2 separate regions of the Drosophila melanogaster genome follow, and region 2 is linked to region 1. The links are chromatin contacts, called in public HiChIP or PLAC-seq maps. All regions are on one chromosome and are shown on one strand. Each heading gives the region's core, a stretch centred on a gene start, on an enhancer-like site or on the middle of the called end of the contact. The rest is flanking DNA. Distances are from core to core; before and after follow the strand shown.

Evidence for each region. HiChIP or PLAC-seq counts read pairs in DNA pulled down with a chosen protein or histone mark.
Region 2: a contact with region 1 is called in a POLR2A S2P HiChIP or PLAC-seq map of the Kc167 cell line, with 2.3 times the contacts expected there. The contact joins the promoter of sra here to the promoter of Mhcl in region 1. A contact is called at or near these places in 9 of 107 Hi-C or Micro-C datasets (the Clone 8 cell line, the Kc167 cell line, the S2 cell line and 2 more) and 1 of 6 datasets of contacts at active chromatin or transcription factors (the Kc167 cell line).

The regions. Positions count from the first base shown.
Region 1 is chr3R:16,097,249-16,100,260 of dm6, reverse strand. It overlaps Mhcl (Myosin heavy chain-like), which reads left to right and starts at 1,500. Exons shown (of 18, transcript NM_169701.3): 1 at 1,500-1,630; 2 at 2,641-3,012. The coding sequence starts at 2,673. Akt (Akt kinase) reads right to left here and starts at 1,033. Exons shown (of 7, transcript NM_001300425.1): 1 at 601-1,033.
Region 2 is chr3R:16,185,508-16,188,519 of dm6, reverse strand. sra (sarah) reads right to left here and starts at 1,521. Exons shown (of 2, transcript NM_079654.3): 1 at 1,221-1,521. CG8927 reads right to left here. Exons shown (of 3, transcript NM_142270.2): 2 at 2,694-3,012; 3 at 2,285-2,631. The coding sequence ends at 2,406. It overlaps Bin1 (Bicoid interacting protein 1), which reads left to right. Exons shown (of 3, transcript NM_001316512.1): 2 at 1,414-1,808; 3 at 1,882-2,364. The coding sequence starts at 1,743. The coding sequence ends at 2,268.

The DNA of each region.
Region 1 (3,012 bases), core at 251-2,750:
TCAAAACAAGTCGACGGCGGCGACTGTTCATGAACTTATGTATATGCATATATAATACATACATATACATATGTACACATACAGGGGACTCGCAGGCGGCACTCGCACTCGTACTCGCACTCACACTGGCACAACTGCAAAAGCAAAAGCATATTCATTTACAATTTGCGAAAATGTCAACGACGGATGGCCGCCGGCTGTACAAATGTCGCTATCTATCTAAAACTGTAAACAAATGTACATAAAATAAAAATCGACAAAATACACACACAGGCATAAGCGGACAGGCGCTCGCACACCGAGGCAGTCACACAGACAGGGCTGCATTGCAAAGTGCGAGTGAGGCCAGACTGTGGGTGCGAGGGGGAGGGAGACAGACAGTACGCGTGTCTGCCACAAAGGTGTATGAGTGTGAGTGTATGTGTGAGTGTCTGGCCGTGTGCGTGTGATTGTCTGGCCGTGTGGGTGTGAGTGGCTGAGTGAGTGAACCACCGAGTGTGCGAGTGTGTGTGGGCAGCGGCGACCTAGCAGCGCAACATGTCAAATCACTTCGTGGAAATGGAAATTGTGGAAATGCTGGTGAAAAATACAAGAACCCACCTAGTTTTGTAAAAAAAAAAACCCGACTTTTGCTTTCCCTACTGCACTGCGGTTTGTTTTCCTACTCGTTTTGGTATTTTCCTTTAGATGGTGACGGCAGCGACAACGTCACAGGCCTTCTTATTATTGTGCGTGTGTTGTTGTTGCTGCTTGCTATTGTTGTTGTTGCTGCTGCTGCTGTAGTTGTTGTTGTGTTAAGGTGCCAGACACCAGAGGACGGAACGAAACACACACAATCTCGCACTCGCGCACTGGAAGTCGATTTCCGCCACCCGGGCGTTTCCACTTGGTGTTTTCTTGCCTTCCAAAGCAACGTTGCATCAATTGCAAATGCTTAAAAACGTAGTTTTCATAAACAGAAGCACGCACACAGGCAAAGTAAATTTTCCAAGTACCGTTTAGTTTTTACGCTTCACTTTTTTTCGATAACTGGCTCGATAACTGATTCGATCCGCGTTGCCACCTGTTTTAGCGATAGTTAGGCGACTGTTACGGTGGAAAGATGCCAGAGAGAGACATTATTTAAGAGCTGTACAACGCGCAAATATCCCTTAAATTTAAATTAAATGTTTTAGAAGGCAATAGTTCTGTTTTCTGACTGTCTAGGCCGACTCTTTAACTAGAATTCACTTCAAATTTGAATGTATGAACTGCAGATTAATAATAATGCTGTATTGTTATTAAATTCATTTTTAAAAACTTTATTTTATATGCTATGTATACAAAACTATTTCTTATATCGACAAATTGTTATAACTTTTCAAAGCATAATTGATCAAAAATTTGGAAGCCCTATCAATTTTATATATGGTTCCTGTCCGCACTAAGTAGATACTCTGATAAGTATGACCATGTGTAAGTAGCTAGAAAAAGTCAGTTCTCTTTTCCAGTTTCCCAGATCAAATTTGATATTCACCTCTTTGGGCACTCTTGCTCAGATTTGTTTATGCAGAACGCGAAGTCTCCTTTGAATCCGAAAAAAAAACAAAAAACGAGTAGCGAATAAAGTGCCCCATTGGCACAAAACGAGGTAAATAACTTGCAACCCAATCGGAAGGGAGAACATAGCATGCCACTTTCAAATAAACAAATAACGACTCCAGCGCGACTGTGTGTGCGTGAGTCCCTCCCAATGTTTGTGTGTGTTATCAAAAAAGGCGTAGAAAAGTGCAAAAACAAAGGTGTTATTGACTCTCAACTTTCTTTTTCTGCCTATCGTGTGTATCACTGTGGGCTGTGGCCGAATAAGAGCGTTCGCCGAATATGAGCAATTGGAAAAGCATGAGCATAAGTAATGAGGCAGAATCGGTTGCATTCAATTAGTTGGAGAAATGAAAAATATGAAGAGATGGTGTAGAGAGAAGGGAAGAGTGCAGTCTCGAGCAATCAATACCAACGCAGCCACGAGCCCCCCTTTCTTTGTGTGTGTGTGTGTTACCGTGTGAAAACAAAACAAATGTATGCTAGCTGTGGAAAAGAAAGCGCATAATTGAATAATAAATAATAACAGAAACAGGGCAAATGGCAACGACTCAATGACAAAAGTAAAGCCGCCACCGCAGCAGAAGAAATGTGGGTGCAAAAGTGAAGAAATATGCCATTGTTTATGTGATTTGCAAATGTGCACATTCACACAAACACCGTGGCAAGATAACGGTTGTTGTGCGGGCGGGTGCATTGCTCGAAGTGGCTGTGCAATTGTAAGAGCGAGATAGCAATACGAAGAGAACAGGACTGAGCAGTACAGGGGCGAAATCCAGGGGACCTTAAACGTGGATTATGGGCACCTTAAATGTTTTTGTAAAATCAAATCACATAAATACCGTACTTTAAACTATTCAGTGAATTAAAATTGTGTTACTGATTTTAAAAATGTAAGTTGTAATTTCAAGTTTGGAAATGAACGGTATGCCCTGCACGTTTGTCTAGATCCACCCCTGGATAGAGCGCAGCAAAGAGAACAGTGCAAATCGAATTAGTCCAGACTTTTGGTCACGCCCTTGAACTTCGCATTAACCCACCAACGCCCCCCTTCCGCAGCTAGCACCTAAGGACCCCACACACCACATAAGATGTTCAACTTTATGAAGAAGAGCGCTGGGGATGAGGACAAGGAGCGTCGCAAGCGCGAAAAAAAACTGCGCAAAGAGGCTAAGGGCACCTCTGGTGGCCCGGGAATGGGAGGCGTGACTGGCGTCACCGGCAGCATGAGCACCGACGAGCTGCTCCGCCTGGACGAGGTGCGCCGATCGCTTAAAATCCGAGGGCGACGCAAGGAGAAGGAAAAGTTGCCGAGCGGAATTACGGCGGACTATAGCGCAGACTTCTTTGCCGCCCTCAATGCAGATGCAAACGGCGGAAGCAACGGAGGAGCAGTGGGAGCTGCAGATCCCGAGCAGGATCGTGGCAATG
Region 2 (3,012 bases), core at 272-2,771, 88 kb before region 1:
CTTAAAGTACATTTTCTTCAACTTCGTGGGGTCTTTCTAGAACTTAAGACTTATTCTAACTTAAAAAGACTATAAAGTTTTTAAACATTCCGTTGTTTTGTCAAATTTGAATAATTTACGAATGTGAATTTGTCGCAGAAGTATTGCTGAGTATTATCTTTATAAATTTTTCATTTTTTAAAGTGACTAAAGAAACAGCTTTAATGCGTCTTACTTCATATTGGTCATCCCGACCACAGTGCACTGGTTACCAAAGTATGCGATAACAATAACATCGTCCACTATGTGGTCGTTGCTGGGGTTACGGGCAGTCAGTCACGGTCACGGCTGCAACCCCTCCGCTCCGGCCAAAACGAGTCCACAGAACAATGGCCAAGGACGAAGGGGGGGGAGGGGGGATTCAATAACAACAGCAGGAACAACAAACATTCTGCTCCCACGCAAGAGCAGCAGGAACTGTGGCAAAAACAGCTGCTGCAGGATCAACGAGGTGGGAGTGGATTCGAGGACTTTAAAACACGAGCCAACTAAAAATATTCAGACACGCCGAAGCGAAAATACCCTTTAGCAGGGGGTTAATTCAAGTGGGGTATTTTCCCCTTCTAGTGTTTTTCTTTTACCAGGGTAATCACAGATTCTGTTTCTGTGCACTTAAACGGGGTTTATTCCGTTTCTAAAAATATCAAATGTCTGGATTGACTTATTTCTTGGTATTTGACTAAAAATAAAAACAAATATGCAGCTTTTGGGAAACTGATTCCTTGTTGACACAATAGAAACCACCATATGACCACACCTTCCACGCTACTGCAATAACTAGAACATTTAGAACAACAAACAGAATGGCACTATTATCGGCAAATGATGGCGCATGCATAAAAATGAGGAGATCGAAAGTGGGTGGCTGGGGATGGGATAACCTTGTACTTCTTGAGATAAAAACAGTTCAGTATTTAGCAGCGGCTTATTCCTGAATGTTTATAAACAAATCGAGCGAGAGAGCGATGCATAAATGAAATATGAGGGGGGGTGAAGGGTGGTTGCAAAGAGGGTGACTTTTCGCAGACGCTGCGGCACCAACACAAGCAAAGCAACGGCAACAATTTGCACGTAAAACTCAGCTGCTGCTGCTGCTGCTGTTGCCGTTACATAAGAAACTCTTGCAAAAAGTGCAAATCTCAATTCGGTATGCAAATGGACCGCTGCCACAATGTACTCACCGTTTTTAGAAACTATTCAGTGGCCAAATTGCGATTCTGCTTTTATGCGCCAATAACAAACGGCTCTTCTCCACCGTTGTTGTTGCTCTCCTCCTTGTTGTTGTGGTCGCAGCTACTGCTTAGCGAAGCAGTTGTTATTGTTGTTGCGGCAACAGTAATTTGCAAGTGCACCGCTATTGTTGAATGTTTTTAGACGATTGTCATGCCAGTGGAAGCTTCCAGTCTGCGTCATTCGCGGAGACGCGTAGTTTCACGTTCGACGACACAACCGCTCACAGCGAATTTTGTTTTCGGACTAGAGCTGAGAAACGGCGAATTTTGGTGCTTCTGGAAACATCGATTAAACTAAAACCCGATAAGTATGCGACAAGCGGTCACACTCGGCGATGTGCGATAGGATTGCTGCATTCGATTATATAGTTATCGAAAAGAGCAAAGAGAAGCCGGAATATACGGCATTAAAAGTGCATTTTGTATTAAAATTAAGAAAATTAGTAACGATATACCGCAGAATAGGGAGACATGGCCAACGTGGAATCTATGATTGTGGAGGAAAAGACGCAGGTCAAGCAGATTGACCGCGAGAAGGTTTGTTTGTGACCCCGGTCATGTTTACTTCGCGTTTGCTCTAGATGTGTTAATAAGTTTATGTATTTTCCAGACCTGTCCTATGCTGCTCCGTGTCTTCTGCTCTACGGGACGACACCACTCCGTGTCGGAGTATATGTTCGGCAACGTGCCCACCAACGAGCTTCAGATTTACACCTGGCAAGACGCCACCCTGCACGAACTGACCTCTCTGGTGCGAGACGTCAATCCGGACACCCGGAAGAAGGGCACCTACTTTGACTTTGCTGTCGTGTACCCCAACTTCCGGAGTAATCACTTCCAGATGCGCGAAATCGGAGTGACCTGCACGGGTCAAAAAGGAATCGATGATAATAAGACACTTGCTCAGGCCAAATTCAGCATTGGAGACTTTCTGGACATCTCGATTACTCCGCCCAACCGACTGCCGCCAACCGCCAGGCGCCAGCGTCCGTACTGATTCTTCACTTTCATCTATTCTAATCATTTTAATCTTTCACTTGACACTCAATGGAGTATGAACATAATTATAAGTGGAATACAAGTAAGACGAACTACGAGCTGCTTGACTTAAGGGACTATATGTTGTGGGGAGTATCAGTTCCTGTAAAAGCCGTTCGGGCGCTTCGACTTCTTCTTGCCCAACTGCGTCATGTCGATCTCCAGACCATTGGGCAGCACGGCGCGATTCTCTTCGTAGTTGACGAACCCGTTCTCTTGTAGCTCTTCCTCGTTGTTGCGGTTGTTAGGATCGCACTTGATTCCAGTCTCATAGTGGTACTCACGTTTGTTGCCATCTGGATCAACGTAGCCATAGGTTCCCCTGGTGAACGAGAAGTTTGGGTAAGTGGGAGAAAGAGGTTGGATTCAATCTGTTTTACTCACTTGGTGATGCAATCGGTGCCGATCAGCTCCTCCTTGAAAGATCCGTCGTCGTTCTCATAGCCCCATGTGATGCTTCCGTCCTCGTTTTCCTCACGCCACTTGCGAATGGTCTGGGAAACGGGCTGACGGCGACGCTGCTGCTGCTGGTCAACGTGATCGTCCTGTAGCTGATTTTGATCAATGATGGGACGCGGCTGGACAGGCTTAGGGCGTGGCCTGGCCATAGGCTGTGGTGGTGGTGATTCAGGTCGTAGGGCAGCGGAAGACGCTGGTCTTGTTCGGATCACAGCCACCCGCTGGGGCTGTTGTTGCGGTGGTG